2 separate regions of the Macaca fascicularis genome follow, and region 1 is linked to region 2. A link is a contact called in public Hi-C data. All regions are on one chromosome and are shown on one strand. The core of a region is the stretch at or near the end of the contact, and the rest is flanking DNA. Distances in the headings are between cores, read along the strand shown.

Evidence for each region. A called contact is a pair of places that touch in the nucleus more often than the background predicts.
Region 1: a Hi-C map of liver shows a contact between it and region 2, with 2.3 times the contacts expected there. The contact joins the enhancer-like site here to the promoter of LOC102125303 in region 2. A contact is called at or near these places in 2 of 2 Hi-C or Micro-C datasets (liver and skeletal muscle).

What each region holds. Positions count from the first base shown.
Region 1 is chr9:30,563,051-30,568,114 of T2T-MFA8v1.1, forward strand. No RefSeq gene overlaps it. Among named protein-coding and RNA genes, the nearest start is that of JCAD, 260 kb to the right of the region's middle. Within about 2 kb of position 1,476, at least 1 of the 6 cell types and tissues checked has an H3K27ac peak or open chromatin away from gene starts, as enhancers often do.
Region 2 is chr9:30,447,708-30,452,813 of T2T-MFA8v1.1, forward strand. It overlaps LOC102125303 (supervillin), which reads right to left and starts at 2,300. Exons shown (of 40, transcript XM_074001307.1): 1 at 2,052-2,300.

The sequences.
Region 1 (5,064 bases), core at 226-2,725, 110 kb after region 2:
TTTTATGACTGAGTAGACAGAAATGGGCTTCTGGAGCCCAGCTATCATTTGACATATTGTTGTTATTCTTCCCAGTAAAAACACTTCCACAAAAGAGCAACTGGTGGTAACTGAATATGTCTGCAGAAAAAAAGAAAATAAATATGCAGTACATTTCAACATGAGAACATTTTCCCACCTCTGGCTTCCTGGTGTATATAGTGCAGGCAGGAGGGAAACGTCCCTTGCCTTATACAGTATAAAGGCTAGACCAGTGGTTCTCAAAATGTAATCCTTAGGCCGGTGGCATCAGTGTCACCTGGCATATTGTTATCTATTGCTGCATCGCATGTATCCTAAAACGCAGTGGTGTTAAACACCAGTGAACATTTATTATTTCTCACAGTTTCTGTGGGTCAGGAATTTAGCTTAACGGGTTGGAGTCCCATGAGATTATAGACAAGATGTTATCCAGAGCTGCGGTCTCATCTGAATGCTTTATGAAATCCATTTCCAAGGTGGCACACACAGGCGGCTGGCAAATTTGTGCCAGGTGTTGGTGAGATGCCTCATTTCCTCCCTAGGTTGCTCACGTGTCCTCCAGACACGAGGGTCGGCCTTTCCCAGAGGGTGTGATCCAAGAGAGAGGGTGTGGAAACTGCTGTGCTTTTTAAAGCCTTGTCTTGAAATCACATGGCCATCTCTTAACATCGAACATGGTTAGAAACAAGTCATTTAATGTAGATCACACTTAAAGGGAGGAAAAGAAGCCTCCACCTTTTAAAGGGAGGAATGTCAAAAAGTTTGTGGACGTATTTTAAAAATAACACACCTGGCCAAGAAATGCATTTTCTTGGGCCACACTCCATACCTACCGAATCAGACACTGTGGGGTTGGGTCCATCAATCTGTTTTCAAAAGTCCTCTGGGTGATTTTGGTGCTGGCTAAAGTCGGGGAACCACCAGGTTGGACAGAACAACACTGAGAAAACCTCAACTTACTTGTAGTGCAGCCTTACCAGCCAGGGCTACCTTCTAGAATCTAGAAGCTGAGTTTTCATGAATCCACTGAGAGATAATGGCCTTACTTCAAGTTAATCCATAGCAAAGGTGCAGTAGGCAGAATGATCCCCCACACCCCCACAATGTCCATGTGCTAATCCCAGAAACCTTTGACTATGTCACCCTACATGACAAAAGGGACTTTGCAGATGTGATTAAGTGTCTTGAGGTGGGATATTAACCTGGATTATCCAGTAGGGCTCCAGTTAATCAGAAAGGATTTTTATAAAAGAGAGACAGGAGGTCAGAGTCAGAGAAGGAGAGGTGATGATGGTGCAGAGTTGGATAGGAATTTGAAGATGCTACATTGCTGGTTTGGAAGATGGAGGAAGGGGCCATGAGCCAAGGAATACAGCCAAGCCCTAGTAGCTGGAAAAGTCAAGACCACAGATTCACCCCGAGAACCACCAGAAACAACGCAGCCTGGCTGACCTATTCTTGACTTCGGAGCTCCGGAACCGTCAGATAATATGTGTGTGTTGTTTTAGGCCACTGAGTCTATGGTAATTTGTTACAGCAGGAACAGGAAGTTTATACAAAAGCATTCTTGTCTGAGCTTTCCTTTTGGTGGAAGAGGGATAAGAGTAAGAGGAGGGGATGGTCTGCTTCCTTAGATGTTTCCACCAAAAGAATAGACATCCATTTAATTGCAGATTCTGTACTTGTATTTTTACTTGCAGAAGCGAAATGCTCTAGAATGGAGCCAGTAGCCATATGAGAAATCAAAACTATTGCAAATTAAAAATTCAGTTCCCAGTCTCATCAGCCACTTTTCAAGTGCTCCATAGCCAATAGGGTGAGTGGCTAATGCATTGGGCAGCCCAGATATAGGGCATTTCCACCCTTACAAAAAGTTCTATTAGATAGAGCTGCAGCCTTGAGCTCCTAGGCTCAAGGAATCCTCCCACCTCAGTCTCCTGAGTAGCTGGGACTACAGGTATGCACCACCACATCTAGCTGATTAATTCTTTTTTTTTTTTTTTTTTTTTTTTTTTTTTTTTTTTTGAGATGTGGTCTTGATTGGTTGCCCATTCTGGTCTTGAACTCCTAGCCTCAAGCAATCCTGCCTTAGCCTCCCAAAGTGTTGGATTACAGGTAAGAGCCACCATGCTTGGTTCCTTTCCTAATTTTAAATAAGCTTTTGCAAAATATTGTCCCACATCTTGGCCATGGTTATGAGTACAGGTGGGTACTACTGGACCCTTTTAGCTCTGGAACTTGTATTTACTTGCTGTACTCATTAGCTAGGTTTTAAAAACCGTACTTTAGGGTCTCCTAGGGATTAACCGTACTTTAGGGGCTGCAGGAACAAAAACATGGGGGGTGAGGGAAGCACATCTCCTGGAAGTCATTTGGACAAGATTCCTTCTCACTTAAGACCACAACTAGAAGCAAGAAGTCATTTGCACTTGAATATTGACCTAGACTTACCATCTGGAGTTTCTGTATTTGTGAAGATTTCTTCAAAAACTTGATCCAAATATTATTTCAGAGGAAGCAAGTTAATTTGAAACATAGTATATTAGGTTTAGGATTAACTCAGCTATTTTGTATTTATATTCCCAGAAACATTGTATTCTTTTCCATTGAAACATACAAACACACCCACATCCACACCCACCCACACAGATTTGTACTTTATGGAATACACTGTACCTGTCTATTGCAGAGAGTTTTATGGTGCTTCTAGCCAAAACCAATAAAATTTGGATAAAAACGGAGTCTTTGGTAGTTTCTTTCAGCCATATAATCCCAGCCCCTAAGGGCGTCTTAGCAGAATTAACAACCCCTTTGGTTCAGGAGAGGCTGATTGGCAAAGTGATAGGAACCCCACATCTGATCGAAGTTGCTAAACTTCTCATATTGAGCGTTAAAAATGTTACATGTGTTGAGATCACACTTCTTGCCTCTGACAGCAATCTCACTTTATCGGATACTATCATTATTATTTATGATATGAATAATACTATCATTATTTATTATTATCAGATGCTACCTCATTATTAATTATATATAAATTTCCCAACTAGAGCAAAATTCTCTGGGAACAGAGAGCGTGCCTTGTGCTTCTACCTGTCTTGGGCAGAATAAACTCTCAACAGATGCAGGCTGGAGTGATTGTCACTGCTGTTTTAAGAACAAGAGATGGTCTCTGTCTGTAGAGTTTGCCTGGGTCACGCAGCCTTTGCAGGCCTGTTTTCTCGTCCTGAAAACCCAGATATCTGTGGATAGATGAGCTCTGTATCTTTCTAACTCTGTTCTTTCTAGCTCTGAAGTTTTGCGATTATGTGATGGATGAAAATAATTAGAATCGAATAATTTTCTATTTAAGGTTAGAAAGGGAAATCTATCATGTATGATAGCAATAGAAAAACTAGACCATGTTTAACAGCCTTCATTATTTTTCTTTAAAACTCATAATGCCTCTGTAGCTATTTGTAAACAAGTCTCATTTTTAAAAATACCATTGAGCGAGGCAGGCCTAGAGGTGAATTTACCTTTGGTATCCCTCAAGAATGGGCCCCTTCCAAGGGCCTGGGATGGACTTTAGCAATGCGGTTATATGTTCATATATTTCATAATCTTAAAAAGTACGCTATTGTAGCTATAATCTGTTACTATTGCCATCTCCTTTCATTCATGTTTCCCATTCTCTTGGGTAGTGTTGGGGTGATTGTGGATCTTTATAAGATCCAGTTAATAAAAGATGAGTCAGGATGCATTTACTTTGGGTTTAGTAGCTTAAACTGATGTGGTTCACTCAAAGGACTCTAGAAAATTGAGAGTGTAGGATTTTCCCATTCCTGCCAAAACTCTGGCTGGGGAGTTATTGGATCAAAACAATTGTGAGGATTTGGGAAGTAGGAAAAAGGTCCTCAAATGGAAGGGTTTACCTTTGCATAATCAGTGCTGTTTTAGCAACCAGCAGTGCTCTGCAATCAGGCATGTGGAGACCAAGAGCTTTGGAATCAAGTTCAAATTTCAGTCGTGCAATGTATCAACTGTGTGCCTTTGGATAAATTATTTTCCTTTGACTCTGTTCCCTCACCCATTACTGAGGATAAGAACATCGACTCCCTCATAATGCCCATAGTTGTCAGGAACTTTAAATGCTATCACATGCATATGCACATAATAGGCACTATAAATTATAGCTCTTACAAATCATGACATGAGATGTTCTGGTGACGTATTTAATTTGAATATCAAAAATTCCAAGCAAGGGAAAAGATCTCCTTTAGAGATTTTTGAAGTTAGAAGAGGCTTCCAAGAGTTTAAAGGCTTAAATTGTGGCTCTGCAAAGTTGTGACTTGCCCAAAGTCATGCCTCTGGGGAGTGGCAGGGCTAGTCTTAGAATCCACCTGCCCTAACTTAGAGTATAGTTAGGACAGATGGGCCCCTTATAGTGAAAGCAAATCAAGAAGTAAGTATGCTGCAAAGGCCATGTACGAAGAACTACTGGCATCAGTTTTTAAAAATACAGTTATCTTTGACCAGTGGTTAGGAATCATACATACATTATTCCATTATAACCTTTATGACCACCCTATGAGAAAGTTGCTATCTAGTTGCTATTTTATAGATTAAAAAAACTAAAATACGGAGACCCAGGAAAGTTAAGAATTTGCTCCTATCCACACATTAATAAATAACAGAACTTGAATTCAACCATAGGTCTGTGTGACTCCGAAACCATGCTCTTTCTCCTTCTTCCACACTGCCCTGTATTCAAAGATGGTCTGTGTCCAGAAAGGGACTTGCTCCACCTCTGGCCAAGTTACAACTGTGAAGCCATCACTGCAGTGTGACTTTCTTCTCTCTGACTGCAAACTTAGTGATGCTTCTAAGGCTACCATTTTTGGGTCACCTAAATGCTATGAAAAGAACCTATCTTGGACATTTTTATGATTTATTTTCAGAGGTTTATAAATTGTCACAGTTTTCTCAGAAATATTTTTCATAAAGTCAAAGAATTAAGGGGAAAAACAAGAACTTGCTCAGGGCATCCCTTGAGCAGACACA
Region 2 (5,106 bases), core at 1,050-3,549:
AACAGAAGAAGGGGGTGGAGGCCGATAAGACAAGACACGAAAACGTGAATTCCATCGACTGACTGCGAGGGGCCAGGGTTCACACTAAGCAGACTAAGAGATACGTCCTGGGTTTCTCTTCTACACCACCTCCTCCTCTCCTGTTCAGATGCTGAGAAACATCTGGCGCAGCAGAGATGCTGCCTCTGACATTTCTATGACAAAACGTGTGCCTGTGCTAGGGTTTGCTCGGGCACAAGTTATCACAACCTCGGGATGGGACTGGGAATGGCAGACAGGAGCTCCTTTAATTTCCCCAGCTGGCCTCTCCCCTTGTGAGGAACTTCTCATTGCAATAAACTGTCAGACTCCACAAGATCTCTCAAGCCAACGCCTGAAGCGCTTAACCCCGCACCTGACCCAGATTGCGGCCTGGACTGCAGCCTCCCCGCCGCTCACTCACTGTAATGCAATTACCGCCTTCTGGAGCTCCACTCAGGGTGCAGGGGACGGATGCTAAACCACTCCCTTCGGGGAGCCCGCACGCGCGCAGAAACGTGGGCAGGCGGAGTGGCCTGGCGCAACACGCGTCGGGTTCAAACCCGCGCGGGCCCTGCGGAGGCGCCGGCCTGGGACCCCGGGCTGGGGCGTGGGGGCCACCGCAGCCCCGGCCACTTGCGGCTGGTGTCGGGAAAGGAACCGGGCGATGTCGCAGTTCTGATCACTGGCGCGCCACTCCCCGGGCCACCCGCCTCCCCGCCCTGCTCTCCGCGTAACGGGCAGCCGCGCTAACTTCCCGAAACTCCGCGGAGAGAAACCCTGTCCCGGCCCGCTCCTCCCCGCGGCGCGCGCTGGGGACGGAAGTGGGTGGGAGCCGCGGCCCCGCCGAGCCTTTGTTACGGCTCGGGGACCCCGCGGGCCGAGCGCAGCGCCCCGTCGCAGCGGCCCAGGGACCCACCGGCCTCCACCCCCGGGAAGCTCCCCCCGTTCCCGCTTCCGTCCCCGACAGGGCCGCCCGCAGCCAGAGCGAGACTGACCCGCGCCTGCGGCCCCAGAGCGGAACGCAGCGGCGCGTACTGGCGTCTGCCGGCGCTGGCTGCGCGCGCCCCTCGGCCACCGGGCGGAGGGACTTTCCTCACCTTCCCGGCTCTTCCACACCTACCGGTGGCAGGATCGCCGCTTCCCGCCGACAGTGGCTCGGCGGCCCAGACTTCTCAGCAGTGCCGCGGCCACGCCCCGCCTCGTTCCCACCGCGAGGGGAGCGGGTCCCCGTTCGGGATGATTCACTTCGTTCCTTACCTGGAGGCTCGCGCGTCCCCTCCCCTTGCGACCCGCGCGGCGGCCGGGAGCTGGCGCCCTCTGCTGGGCCACCAGGCGGGAGCACCCTCGGACGGGGTGGAGAGGGTGGGGACACGGAAGGGGGCCGAGCGCAGGCACCCCACCTCTCCCAACACGGGCACCCTTTCCCAAAACAGGGACCAGTGAGCGGGGACCATGCTGGGCCGACTCCCGAGGGAGACACGAGAGCTGTCCCCACGCCCCAGGATACGAACACGCGCCCGAAGCCGACCCCTTCCACGGCCAGCGGGTCCAGCCCCGTCCTCGGAGGTGGCCCAAGGAAACCGCGATGAATCGGCATAAGCACGTCCTGTCTTAAAACACCAGAAAGGCAGATTTTACTTTGTTTGGAAACTAAGTTTGTGTCCTGTGTCTCAGTAGCTCTCAGGGTAGTGGCAGTCACGCCCCCGGGGTCCCAGGGCTGGGAAGAGGCTTGGGTGAGCCCCAGCTGCAGCCCCGGGGATGCGGGGCTTTAGGATCCCAGTGGGGCTGGAGGCCAGGGCCGCCCTGTCGCTCTCCCGGCCGGGGGTGTGGCTGTCCAACTCTCTCTGTCCACTCGCTCCAAGTGAACTCTTCCAGCAAGTTGGCCTCTCAGGCTGTCCCCTGAGGACCTGAGCGAAACTCTGGAGGAGGACCAGGAAGAGGGGAGAGAGGACATTTCCGAGACCTTCCCGGGGGTGCGCCCACACTAGCGCGTCCACACTTGCGTCCCCACTTTTTCCCCCCCGACTCACCTTCTCCGCGCGCTCCTGCCGAGCCCCGACCGGGCTCGCACACCTGCCGGGCCCGGGCCGGGGGCGCACCCTTGCGCGGGACCTCGGTGGTGCGGCACCGTCCCCTGCCCAAGCTCGCTCTCAAGGAGGTGGGGGCCCCACGAGAGTCGGCCCGGGCCACTGTCGCCGTCGCCGCCGGAGCAGAGCCAGTGGCGAGCTCGTCAGGGCAGACCGGGCGCCTACGTCCCCGAGAGCCGGCGCGCGAGTCCCGGCCAGCGGGCAGGCGCCCGGTATTAATTGTAGGGCCCCCGGGTGTTGGCCGCCGGGCGCTCTGAGTGGCTCGGACCGCGCGCCAGGCCGGCAGGGCCGGCGCCACCCACCCCCTCGGCGCGCGCCCGGCCCAGGGACGCGCCCACGCGCACGCGCCCGGCGGCTCGGGGCTCCCTGTCTCTCACCGGCTCTGCTGCCCGGAGGCAGCTACTTACCCTGGAGCCCTGAGACGCCCCTCTAAGTCTCCAGACCTTCCAAGGATAAATAAAATCTGGCGACCCGTGCCAACGCTGTGGGCCAGTTGCAAAGGCGATCGTCCTTGCTGGCCACGCGCACCTGTGAAAAAGTCACGGCATCCCCCAATCTCCTCCACCGGGACGGAACCCAGCCTCGGTGGTTCTCGCACTTTAGCTACACCAGAGTCCTCCAAAACGTTTGTGAAAACACCATGACTGCCGCGCTTCGTGCCCCTTCCAGTGTCTGATTCTGTAAGACTTCTGTGGGGCCTGAGAATTTGCACTTCAAACAGATTCCCAGGTGATGCTGAGGCAGCTGCGAAGATTGAGAGTTAGGGCTTGTGAAAATACTTGATAAACGGCAGAACAGTAGATAAGTAAATACATTTTAACCTGTTAAGTGTGTTACTTGTCTGTTTCAGTAGGTAGTTGTGTTGTGACTATGTTTCCTCCTGAATATGCACCATCAGACAAAAAAGAAAAGCGAGTGTTCTTGTTTGCTCTAAAAGACCACAGATTGGGTGGCCTAAGCAACAGAAACTGATTTTCTCGCAGTCCTGGAGTCTGGAAGACTGTTCTGGGGATCAAGATGTGGGCAGGGTTGGTTTCTTCTGAGGCCAGTCTCCTAGGCTTGTAAATGGCTTTTTGTGGTGTCTTTGCAAGGCCTTCCCTCTGTGTCTGCGTCTTAATCTTTTCTCCTAAAGACGGTATATAACTTCATTGTAACTTAATCACCCCTTTAAAGACCCTGTCTCCAATTACATAACTTTATTTTATTGATTTATCTATTTATTTTGAGACGGAGTTTTGTTCTGTCACCAGCCTGGAGTGCAGTGGCCCAATCTTGGCTCACTGCAACCTCCGACTCCCTGCCTCAGCCTCCCGACTAGCTGGGATTACAGGCAGGCACCACCATGCCCAGCTAATTTTTGTAGTTTTAGTAGAGACGAGGTTTCACCATGTTGGCCAGGATAGTCTCCATCTCCTGACCTCGTGATCTGCCTGCCTCAGCCTCCCAGAGTGCTGGGATTACAGGCATGAGCCACAGTGCCCGGCCTACATCACATTTTTAAATATTGAGGGTTAGGACATCAACATATGAATTGGGATGGGGGGGCGGGAAGGGTGCACAATTCAGTCCATAACTGTGAGCTCCATTGCTCCTAAGATGCTAGAATAGAAATTGGACTTCAGCCTACCCTATCCCCTACTCCATCTCATCCTTTCCACGACAAGCTGACCTGTGGACTCACACATGGTCAAGTGCTATGAAGGGAAGCTGGAAGGATTGAAAATGCAGTAAGGAAACAGCCCTCTCAACTCGGTTTATGGTCATAGCAGCAGCAGAGACACTCCAGTGTGGAAAAGAATATAGGGGATCTATCAGGAATTTGAAATCCTTTACCAGCAAACATTTCAGAACTGGCCTCTAAGCCTTTGTTAGCGATTTAATCCAGAGTCACCCTTGCCCCAAACTCCGCTCTCTGCCTGCTCCCCATGTCATTGTCATCCCCCATGGGCTCTGTAATTAGAGACTGAAGTGAATAAATACAAATACGTCTAAGGCGCCTCATTCCTCCTGCCGTCTCCGGGAGCTCTGACACATTTACAGCTGGGGTAGACAGGAAGGATGTGAGGATGAGGGCTTTGGTGCTGACCCCACACTATCTAGAGACATCTGAAAAAAGTCATCTTCCACAAATTGGTCATTGCCCCAAATTAAGTGCACTTACTGATCCTACTTTGTAACTTTTCTTTGTAGATTGGTCCAACCCTTGATTTATTCTTTTTTTTTTTTTTTTTTTCCGAGACAGGATTTCACCATGTTGGCCAGGCTGGTCTTGAACTCCTGGCCTCAAGTGATCCGCCCGCCTTGGCCTCCCAAAGTGCTGGGATTACAGGCATGAGCCACTGTGCCCAACTGCACCCTTGACTTCTTAACACCAAGCCAGGCCCCTCTCCAAGCTGCAGATCCAGTGGCTGCTGGATTACCATAGACACTCCAAGCACATTAATGTGCAGCCATAATTGAACTCTTCCCCAAACTTTGTTTTCCCTGTATTACCCATCTGAGTGGATGGCACCAGCTCCACCACAGTCGTGCCTGCTAGAAACCCTGGCATCATCTGAGACAAGACCCTCTGCCTCACCCTTTACACCTCACCAGCTTCAATCCATTTGCTACGACATCCTTGATGCCTCCCAGAGGCTTCCTTATTCCCCACTCCTGCCACTATTGCCTCAGTCCAGGCCCTTCTACTATTTCCCCTCTGGCTTTTGATGCCAGCCTCCTGACCCCTGCTCCAGCCTGGCTTCTCAGCCAGCATCCCCCACACCGTATCTTCAGTGATCTTTCAAAACCAGAAACCTGATGACCCTGTGGGCCTTCTTAAACCCTCTCAATGGATTCCCTGGATGTTCCAGGAGAAATACGCAAACTCCTTGGCCCATCTCTGGCTATGACTTCATCTGCACCCTTCATACCAACCATAGGGACCACTTGTGCCAATGCCCTGCATATTCAAGAGGTTCCATGCTCTCTGAACACACTTACTTGGTCTAGAGAGAAG